Linked DNA regions of Zea mays: region 1 is linked to region 2. Evidence: chromatin contacts called from public Hi-C data. All regions are on one chromosome and are shown on one strand. The core of a region is the stretch at or near the end of the contact, and the rest is flanking DNA. Distances in the headings are between cores, read along the strand shown.

Region 1 (5,276 bases), core at 1,852-4,351, 58 kb after region 2:
ACAAAGACCGCCGTTCCTGGGGGCATAATCCGGTCGGCAACACGGACGGCGGCTACGACCTTCGGAGCCGCGGTCCTCCTACCCACGGGCCCGACGCCCTTGACACTGTACACAACGTCAGGTATGGAGAAGCCTTACATCACGCAGCGCCAAGAAATCACTTGCCTAAAATGTAGTGGATTGGTTATTTCTCGTGCCTTTCAAGAAGAACACTCTGTATTATATATGGGGATTAGGCTTAGCATAAGCACACGTAAAATGATATGAAACTGAAAGTGAGTCAGCTACGAATTATGATCTCCACAATCTGATGGCTTCAGTTCCAAACTTATTCAAGACAAAGTTGAAAACTGACTCGATTACTATACGTCTCTACGATATAATGAATTCAGTTCCGACCTTGTTGTCTTGGTCCAATCAACTCCAAAAGTGCTCAGCAGAGCTCATCGGGAATATATCGGGAATACAAAGGGCAAATGGCTAACCTCTAATCAGTGATGTCACCTTCTTCACGTGGAACAATTGTACTATGTTCTTATGCTCCAATTGACTTAGTAGCAAGATCCTGAATTAGTGAAATGATGATTGATTACTCAATCAAAATAAACCTTGACATGGATTCAAATACTATGACGTGTAAGATATTTTTAACTCCATCCTCAAATTTGCTCCTACGAAAAATAAAACTCAATATCTGATCATACCATCTAATTCATTCAGCTAAGGCCTCCAGCTTGAGAAGAATTCAAACAGAAACAAAACAGTGGTACGCATCTTTGCCGACACAAACAAAAACATATACATAAATTCGTAGAAAGCCCTAGTGAAACTTGCAGTTGGTGCATCATGTTTAGCATCTTTTTGCACCGAAATTAGGTTGACGTATAAATGAGCAGCTCTTTAATAAAGGGGGAAAAATTGACCGTGACTGACTGCTAAGAGGCAAAGCTACCTGCTCGAGCTAACTTGCGCTTTGCTTTGAATAGTTTTCCGGACCAATCGCTCAATCAGCGATGCTTCTTTGACAGCAAAGGCAAATCCATCCCTGCCAATGTACCGCTAATGGGCTGTTCATTTTGATCTAATCCATATGGATTGGAGGGATTGACTGGGGGACTCTATTCAGACATTTAAGTAGTAGTACGTCGCATAGTAAGGGCGTGTTTGGGAGGGCTTCAAAATACTCGGGCTCCAGCTCTTTCAACTGTATGGCTCTGGCAATGGAGTCACTTTCTTGCGGCTCTTGGGAGGGAGTAATTCCGTGTGAGAGCGCATTTCATAGAATTAACGAAGCCGGAGCGGCTGCAGGTTTCTCGCCTGCGCACATAGGCTGTCGGACGTTGGTCGGCCGGGAGCCGGAGCTCCCGGGACCGGGAGGCGTCCCAAAGAGACACTAAATTATACGTTAGGACATGTTTGGCCAGGCCTAAGTCCTAACGGCTACGTTAGGACATCTAACGCCACGGCAGTCAACCGTCCTCATCAATCAACAAAAAGCATCTTGTGCTGTGAATGAAATTTGGTGGACTTGGGTCAACGATTCCCATATACGCTTCCTTCGGCTCTCATCCTTTTGTTTTTGTTTATCTTAGTATTTAACAATCCATAACTTTTTATTATACTTAGGCCCTGTTTGTTTGCTTTTAAGATTATATAATCCAACTTAAATAAGTTAAGGAGCAAACAAACAATACAAATTATTAGAGGGATTATATAACCTAAATACCTAAATTACGATAATTCAAAGTAGGTCATTAGGTGCTTATATAATTTATAAGCTGTATTATATCATCCTACAAAGCAAACAACCTTAGGGGGTGTTTGAATGTACTAGAACTAATAGTTAGTTGGCTAAAAATTGATAATGAAATTAGCTAGTTAATAAATGTCTAACTATTAACTAATTTAACAAAAATAGCTAATAGCTCAACTATTAGCTAAGGTGTTTGGATGTCTCAACTAATTTTAGCCACTAACTGTTATCTTAGTGCATTTAAACACTCCTTTACTCTCACAAGTCACAACTATGAGCATGTAGTGGAGTAACTGCACGCCTAGGTCTTAACTCAGAGTCCATGCAATTTTATTTCCTTATCTTGAGGATTCGTATTTGCTTTTTCTGCACAACATTGAGGTGCTTGTCATGACGCTGCTTACGTCAGCAAGAGCTATTACTTATCAGGGTGTGTTTGGTTGTGTTGTGGCTTTGATAAAAGTTGTTGTGAGCTGTGAGGTGTGGAAAAAACTGTCGTGGTCTGTGAGCTGTTAAAAAGCTAAAAACCGTTTGGTGGAAACCACTAAAATCCGTTAAAAGTTCTTCGATATACGTTTTCACAGTTCCATCCGAAAGCCACTAAAAGCAGGTCCAGTAGTGCTTTCAGTTTTGCACTACGAGAAAGTCGGTTTTTAGAAGAAGAAAAAACTGCTTTTTGAATCTAGCCCTTTGATTTAGACTTTGACTTTTACGGAGAAAACCAAACTCAAAAGCCAAACCAAACATACCCCTGAAGCACGCACAAACTTATATGACTCGTGTTTCGGCAAACCTTGGTGTTAAACATCATAAACAACAATATTAAGAGTAAAGTATTTTCTATAACGGTCATCTATATAACTTGTTTGTAGGTTCACCCATACAATAGCTATATATCTAATGCACAAGTTGCTGGCACATAAAAATTCTCCGAAGTATTTTGTATCACGGATCTTGTTTTATTGACCCCATCGTAGGAAATACAATACGATGAACGAAGTTGATAATGAACCCTATATAAGAAAATCTATCACATTTAAAAAAAAGGAATCGGATGCTCAAGTCAAAAGGACATGTATTAATTAGTCTTTCTAGGCTAGGACACGCTGGACCAGCTACGCAGACACCTCACGCAAGCTTAAATTAACCCATGTGGCTATGTGCTGACTACCAACCCAAAGCAAAGCCCAATTTTTAATTAGATGCCACGGCCTGATGCTGTCAGATCGCGCCCTAGCTTTTGCGGAAGCAGTGAAAGAGAAACAGGGGGCCCTAATCCAGTGTCCTGAACGACCTATCTGGATCGTAGTGAAATTTGGTTCATAAAGAAAACGAGCCCGTGGGCCTCCAGTTCACATCTTCATCCTTTCAGTCCAGAGTTTCTTTCCCATCCCATTCCATTCCCATCTCTAGCTCTGAGTTGCCACGTGTCGCTGCTCCGAAGTGTGAAGTGCCGAACATCCGGAGACAAACCACCAGAGTCCAGAGCTCCTCGTCGACCATGGAATGAATCACTGAAGCACGTCTAGAGAGGCATAGATCCCGTCCAATTGTCTCCTGTCTCTGCGTACGTTGCCGCAGGAAGATAAACAAGAAATAAGTCTTCTCTCGTTATCGACGTAAGATCTTAGACCTCAAATTCAGAAATCTGTAATAACATTATAGAACATGTTATCAACACTTCTCTACCTCAATATTGTTATGAATCTAATCTATACCAACCCTCCACTAAGTCGGCAAGTCACCGTCCTTACCGAACCATTCTATGCTAAAGGGTTTATCTCCGCATGCATACTTAATCAATTCTAAACTCATATGTTCAATCTAAATTAAAGTCTTGCGATCAGATGTATGATATAAATTGAATTTTTACGGTCAGATGTATGTTGTATATTGAATCCTTACAGTCAGATTGATTTGCAATTGCATGCCACCGCCGCAAGCCGCGTCGGCGCGCCCGTTACTACTGCGTGTTGCCACTCCATCGCCAGTCGCGCTCGTGCGCCGCCACCAGTCGTCACCCGTCGTACCTAGGCCTGGGCATAAAACCCGAGCCCGAAGCCCTATACCCGAAATACCCGAACCCATACCCGTTTAGCCCGAAGCCCGTTACCCAAATAGCTCCAGCGGGTAATGAAACTGGATACCCGAACTAAGTTCGGGCCTAATCGGGTACTAACCCGCGGTACCCGAAGTACCCATTCTACCCGATATCCATTCTACTAGAAGGCCGCCAGGCGCCAGGCCGAGCGCAAGCTCCACAGCCCACGGCCCAGTTGGCAGCCTACTACGAAATCGAAACCTCCCAATCCAGCCAACCCTAACTCCTGAGTCCTGTCTTCCTTGTCCGGCTGTCCTGAGTCCCTGGCGCGGCACCAGCGGCGGCTGTTCCAGCGGCGGCTGTTCCAGCGGCGGCTGTTCCTGGCGCGGCACCAGCGGCGGCTGCGGCACGCCCCCCATTGGCCATCGCCTAGGCTACAACTGCAACCTGTCCAGCCGGTCGCACGCCAGCCACCAGCGCTCAACGCGACGCTAGCGTCCAGGCGCCGCGGCCTCACCAAGGCGCCGTCCAGGCCAACGTCCAGGCGCCCGCCACGCACATGCATTGCCCGAGTGGACCAACAGGCAACAACCAAGTGTGATTTGAGTTTGTGATTTGAGTTTGTGATTTTGTCAAAGGCAATAACGGGTACCCGAATTTTACACAAACCCAAACCCGAATTTGTGGGTACCCGAAATTGCGGGTACCCGAAATTTCGGGTACGAGTACGGGTTCAACTGTTGAAAACCCGAAATTTAAAAAACCCGAAAAGCCCGACCCGAATTTTCGGGTAAACCCGAACGCCCAGTCCTAGTCGTACCCACTATGCTCACACACCGTCATCACTATTCGCACCTGCGTGTGCTGCCACGTCACCACCGGCCGCGCTCGCCCACCCTCACTAGATGTGCCTGTCGCGTGCGTCTTTTGGGCGCGCCTATCTACCATGCTAAGATGCGTTATCGATGGGCTACCACTGCTAGACCACCCGTCAGCCACGCATGGCATGTCTCGGCCACAAATGTTTTCACTAGCTTATGAAATTCATCGTTTAGAGGTGTTTTCTTTTTTGAGTATAATTAATTTTTTCTCTGGTATAATTGTGGTGCTTAAATAGTATTCCTTTTGAATTTTTTTAACAATTTTCTAGTGCACATTTAAATTCTATGCATGCTCTATATTATTGTTTGTTCTATGATTTGTCTATTAAAAACAATAAATAGAATGAAGTGTACTTAAAATCAATTGTTACATACAACGGCGGACCTACGATGATTAATGTAGTGAGGGCACAGGCCTCCACTCGTTTTTCTCTCGTATGTAGTAGAGTACAAATTTTCAAAATTAGGTCCCCTACTCAATTTAACTTAGATGCCTTCGCTATGTTATTTTGGTACTCGTCTTTACAAGTGTGCCCTCACTCTCGTCTTGTAATGGGTCCGCCCCTGGTTACGTATGACCATTTAAATAATTGCTAGGATA
Region 2 (5,664 bases), core at 430-2,929:
AAATGTTAGAGAAGATCAAAGTTCATATGGGATTTCAGAAAGCCTCATTCAAAGAGAAGAAATTCAAGACTGAAATGGAGGATACAAAGCATGCAGAACTTTTCAGGAAACTTATAGATATGCTCCTTACTGCAGTGGTACTCATGTCTGTCTGTTTTGGATATGGAACATATATTTATTCGTACCAGCGGATAACTGCTGCTACTTCAGCTTGTGCAGCAATTTCAAGGGTATGTACCAGATTTTTCCAATGCAAATTAGTTGTTTCCAGTGCCATGAAAAGCTCATATCATGTGCTCCCTTTTGTTGCAGGAGTATACATCTTGGTGGATGCCAAGTTCAGTGTCAGCAATCAACTCCGGTTTGCTGCTTTTCAAATGCCATGTGATAGCCGCAACAAGGATATTCTTTGGAATTTTGATGCTCCTACTAATCGGTTGGTTGATATTCCAGCGTTCTGCAATGACTGGACCAAACATGCCAGTAACATTCAATGTTATGATATTGGGAGTTCTTTGTGGTTATTTTGGAAGCTGCTGTGTTGACACACTGGGCGGGGATGGAAATGTATGGCTTATATACTGGGAGGCCCTTTGCTCCATCCATTTACTTGGAAATATTTGGCCATCTCTTTTACATCACATGCTGTATGGTCCTATTTCTGTGACTCACAGGACCAAGGCTGGTCATTTGCCATATTGGGCCCGCCGATACACATTTTACATTTTGGTGTCACTTATTCTGCCATGCTTGGCTGGTTTGCTGCCATTTGCATCTCTGTCAGACTGGAAAGAGCTTGCTGTTCAATATTTGAAGTCCAGATTCAGTGGAATTAATATTGAGGATTGATTATTGAGAGATTGGTTGTGGTTACCGGTGTAATCTCAATCCCATTTTGCGAAGGTGTAAAGGTTTTTTCTGTTTGTCACATATGAATTGTATATCATTGTAGCGAAGGAGGGAAGATTTTTTTGTTTGGCTTCCTTTCATCCTCGGACTGAAGATATGTAAACAAAGTTGTTGGAATGACAACAAAATATCTCCTTTCCTTGGTAGTGGAATATCAGATGGGCTAGGTTCTGATAGTTGTGCTCCTATGCGCACTGCTACAGATATCAAGAGCAAGGCACTTCATATCGGGAAGCTTAGAAATATAATACAGTGTGCAATTTCATTGCAGATTTTTTGTGACCCTTTTTGTGCAAGGACATTGTCCACAGTGATTGTTATCTGATGATTTCTCTTCCCCTCTCTTCTCAATCATCTAGGTTGCAGTTCTTCTCTTCAGTGGGAATCCACTCTACATTGAAAGTTTTGCTTGCATATAGTCCTTCAGATGCATGTATGTTGTAAAAGGATGCTCAGAAGCGCAATGTATCATTTCTATTTAGTTGTACACATTATTTAGTTCCTGCAGCATCGATTATGTGTATCAGTTCTTCAACAGAACTTGCTTATGTTTGTCCAATGCTTTCGTTCAGAATAAGTGGAGTTAAAAACGAGTGGTCAAATTATTTCTACTGTGGCCTAAATAGTTTTATAGATGCTTAAACCACCCATGTGAAATGGCACGTGCAAGTTTCTGTTGAATTTTGAAGATATTTTGTCGAAATGCAAGTTTGTCGAGGCACGAGAGGATGAGGATGTCATGGAAGCTAGGAGCCTGGAGGCGGCGGGGACCCGGACAGACAGAACTGAAGGAGACAGGCGGCGAAGCGAGCGCATCAGTAAGCACTTTCGTGGAGAGATAAAACTACCCCGGTGTTATGGCTGCGGCCGCTCCTCCGTCTCTCGCCCACCCCGCACCTCCGCGCTCCACGAAAGAATTCCAACGCGCACCGCGCCATGCGCCGCGGGACGTCGTCTCCTGGACGTCTACCATCTCGCGCGCGGCGCGACAGGGTGACCTGCATGCGGCGGCAGCATCTCTCTGCGCTATGGTCTCCTCCCCCGCCGCGCCCGCCCCCAACGACGTCACGCTACTTACCGTTCTCTCCGCCTGCGCCGACTCCCCATCCTCGCCGCTAGCCAGCCCCCTCGCCCTCACCCTCCACGCCCGCGCGCTCAAGCTATTCCCCTCCCACCTCCTCCTCTCCACCTGCCTCGCGCGGTTCTACCTCGCGTCCCGCCTCCCGCATCTGGCGCTCCAGCTGTTCGACTCAATGCCGGTCCGCTCCGTCGTCACCTACAACACCATGATCTCCGGGCTTATGCGCAACGGCCTCGTCGACGCCGCGTTCGAGGTGTTCGACGGGATGCCCGGCCCGGACAAGGTCTCATGGACGGCGCTCATCGACGGGTTCGTCAAGAACGGGCGCCACGACGAGGCCATCGACTGCTTCCGCGCCATGCTGCTGGACGGCGTCGAGACGGACTACATCACGTTGGTCGCCGTCGTGTCTGCGTGCGCGGAGGTAGGCGCGCTCGGGCTCGGGATGTGGGTGCACCGGCTCGTGCTCAGGCAGCGGCTGGAGCGCAATGTCCGCGTCGCCAACTCGCTGATCGACATGTATGCGCGGTGCGGACAGGTGAACCTCGCGGCGCAGGTGTTCCGCTCCATTAGGAAGCGGACGGTGGTCTCTTGGAACTCGATGATCGTCGGGTTCGCAGCCAATGGCCGGTGCACAGACGCGATCGAGCTCTTCGAGGAGATGCGGAGGCAGGGGTTCAAGCCGGACGCGGTGACGCTCACCGGCGTCCTCACGGCTTGCAGCCACGCCGGTCTCACGGAGCACGGCCTGAGGTACTACGACCTCATGACGACAGAGTACGGTGTCGCCGCGCGGATGGAGCACTACGGGTGCGTGGTCGACCTGCTCGGCCGGGCCGGGCGCCTGGACGAGGCGATGCACGTGGTGGAGACGATGCCGATGCGGCCCAACGAAGTGGTGCTCGGGGCACTCCTCGCAGGCTGCCGGACGCACGGGAACCTGGACATGGCCGAGCAGATGATGCAGCACCTCTTCGAGCTGGATCCCCAGGGCGACGCCAACTACGTGCTGCTTTCCAACATCTACGCAGCCGTCGGGAAGTGGGACGGCGCGGGGAAGGTCCGAAGCCTGATGAAAGCGCGCGGGGTGAAGAAACGGCCGGGGCACAGCACCGTGGAGATCGACGGCGACGTGCACGAGTTCGTGTCGGGAGATCAGTCCCATCCGCTGGCCGGGGAGATCGGACAGATGCTTGGGCTGCTCTGGCACGAGATGACGAGGTATGGTTGTGATGTGCATGGAGGCAGCAGCTTTGATGGGGATTGAGTTGCTGATACTGCGTTAACGTAGAAGATGCCATGCCTGCAGGCTGCAATCTGGGTTCAGCGTTTTGCCTTTGCCTATGGATTTAGGAATGGTGATGGAATAAGTCTTGAGCATCTAGATGACAGCCTGCTTTTGACTGTCCTCTGTAGTCCTTTAGCATTTAGAGGACAGCTTGACTGTCCTCTGTAGTCTCTTTAGCATCTAGAGGACATCAGTCATTTTTTGACTGTCCTCTGTAGTCGCTTTAGCATCTAGAGGACAATCCTGTTGTGTAGTGTGTGTGAGAAGGTGTGGTAGTGCAGCCCCTAGGGCTATAAATATGTGTTCCCAACCCCTCTAAGGGTATGACATTGTGTAGTGTTTGAGGAAATAAACAGAAAATTGCCCCAACTCATAGTGTCATCCTCTTGATGAGAGTTAGAGTCCCTCTACTTACAATTGGTATCAGAGCCAAACTATCCTGCAGTCTAAACATCTCGTGCTCATCTCATTCCCGCGCCTCTCCCCACACTCAGTCGGCAGCAAGAGCTCCAACTGTTCCTTCCTCCCTTGCTCAGACGAGCAGCCTTTCGTCTGAGACAGCCTCTTCCACACGCAGCGACCCCTCACTAGCCCACCATGTCCCTACGCTCGGCCACTTCGAATGCGCGGCGCCAGCAGGAGGCCGAGGTCGCCGCGACACAAGAACGCGAGCGAGCAGCAGCAGCGGCTGCAGCGACACCGGCGAGGGCAGCACAGTTGGCGGCGGCGGAACTGGCAGCGGCAAGAGCGGAAGTAGAAGCAGCGGAGGCGGCGGATGCTGCACGTGCGGTGGCAACAGAGCTCGAGGTTCTGCGCGGCAGTAGAGCTGGCAGCTCTGCTTCTGTCGACGACAACACCGACGAAGAGCTCAGGCTGGCGAGGGAAGCAGCGCGAGAGCAGGCGGCACAGTGGGCAGCCGCGCATCCCCGTGGGGGCGCGCGTGGTGGCAGCCCGGATAGGCGTCGACGCGCTGATGGCGCTCCAGGCGGGGGCGCACGCGGCGGTAGCCCAGACGGGCGTAGACGCGCCGGCGGTGCTCCCGGCGGCTGCGACCGAGTCGATGGAGATCGCGGCCTCTACAGGCGGCGCGGTTCTCCCTCCCCAGATCGGTACCATGGTCGCCGCATGGCCCAGGCCATTGTCAGGGACATCGGTCCCGGCGGTGGGTGGCCTACCCTCACCAAGACCAACTACGTCGAGTGGGCCGCGGTGATGAGGGTACGGCTCCAGGTTCGCCACATGTGGGAAGCAGTTCGTTACGACGACGTCGACTACCACGAGGATCGGCGGGCGCTGGATGCCCTCATTGCTGCAGTCCCGCCCGAGATGCAGTTTTTGCTTTCCCAGAAGCGGACTGCCAAGGAGGCCTGAGACGCCATCGCTGCGACCCGCATCGGCAGCGATCATGCCCGCAAGACCACACTGCAGGCACTTCGCAAGGAGTGGGAGAACCTGACCTTCAAGCCAGGTGAGGATGTTGATGACTTTGCTCTCCGCCTCAACACTCTGTTGCAGAAGATGGTGCAGTTCGGCGATGACACCTACGATGAGGAGAGAGCTGTTGAGAAGCTCTTCCGTTGCATCCCCGAGAAGTACAGGCAGATTGCTCGCTCGATCGAGTCTCTGCTAGACCTCTCCACGATGATGATCGAAGAGGCGATTGGTCGCCTCAAGGTGGTCGACGGCGACGAACCACAGGCTCTCTCTGGGCCTATCACTATCGGCGGGAAGCTACATCTCACTCGGGAGCAGTGGGAGGCCTGCCAGGGTGACAAGAAGAAGGGGAAGTCCTCCTCGACATGAGGCCGCAAACGCGGCAAGCCGCGCAAGGCGCGTGGAGGCGCCCAGGCCGGGGCGCGAGGACATGCTGAGGGTGGTGCACGTGGAGGTGCCCAAGGCGGCGCTGTCGGCAACAAGAAGCCGGCACGAGACGACGACTGCCACAACTGCGGCAAGCTTGGCCACTGGGCCAGGGATTGTCGGCAGCCACGACGTGGTCAGGCCAACGTCGCACAGGCGGAGGCGGAGGAGGAGGCCCTGCTCCTGGCACATGCAAGCATCGAGCCATCTCCAGCGGCACCGGCCGCAGTGGCACTCCTCCACCTTGATGAGTCGAAAGCACGCGCTTTCCTCGGCGACGGCTCCAACAAGGACATGATCGAAGGATGGTGCCTCGACACCGACGCCACTCATCACATGACCGGCCGACGGGAGTTCTTCACCGAGCTTGACTCTAGCGTCCGAGGCTCCGTCAAGTTTGGGGATGCCTCCGGCGTAGAGATCAAGGGCGCCGGCTCAGTCGTCTTCACCACCGCGTCTGGTGAGCACAGGCTGCTCACCGGAGTCTACTACATCCCCGCGTTGAGGAACTCTATCATCAGCTTGG

The links. Hi-C and Micro-C count contacts between places; a contact is called where the count stands out from the background.
Region 1: a contact with region 2 is called in a Hi-C map of ear, with 2.3 times the contacts expected there. The contact joins the enhancer-like site here to the promoter of LOC103654223 in region 2. A contact is called at or near these places in 6 of 25 Hi-C or Micro-C datasets (ear, leaf, root tip and 1 more).

What each region holds. Positions count from the first base shown.
Region 1 is chr4:183,107,755-183,113,030 of Zm-B73-REFERENCE-NAM-5.0, forward strand. No RefSeq gene overlaps it. Among protein-coding and RNA genes, the nearest start is that of LOC100280385, 23 kb to the right of the region's middle. Within about 2 kb of position 3,102, at least 18 of the 20 cell types and tissues checked have an H3K27ac peak or open chromatin away from gene starts, as enhancers often do. A contact at or near this core is called in ear, leaf, root tip and 1 more, where this site is marked.
Region 2 is chr4:183,051,389-183,057,052 of Zm-B73-REFERENCE-NAM-5.0, forward strand. It overlaps LOC103654223 (pentatricopeptide repeat-containing protein, chloroplastic-like), which reads left to right and starts at 1,680. Exons shown (of 2, transcript XM_008681053.4): 1 at 1,680-2,414; 2 at 2,529-3,657. The coding sequence starts at 1,767. The coding sequence ends at 3,257. It overlaps LOC100502198, which reads left to right. Exons shown (of 5, transcript NM_001363232.1): 4 at 1-230; 5 at 313-1,174. The coding sequence ends at 849.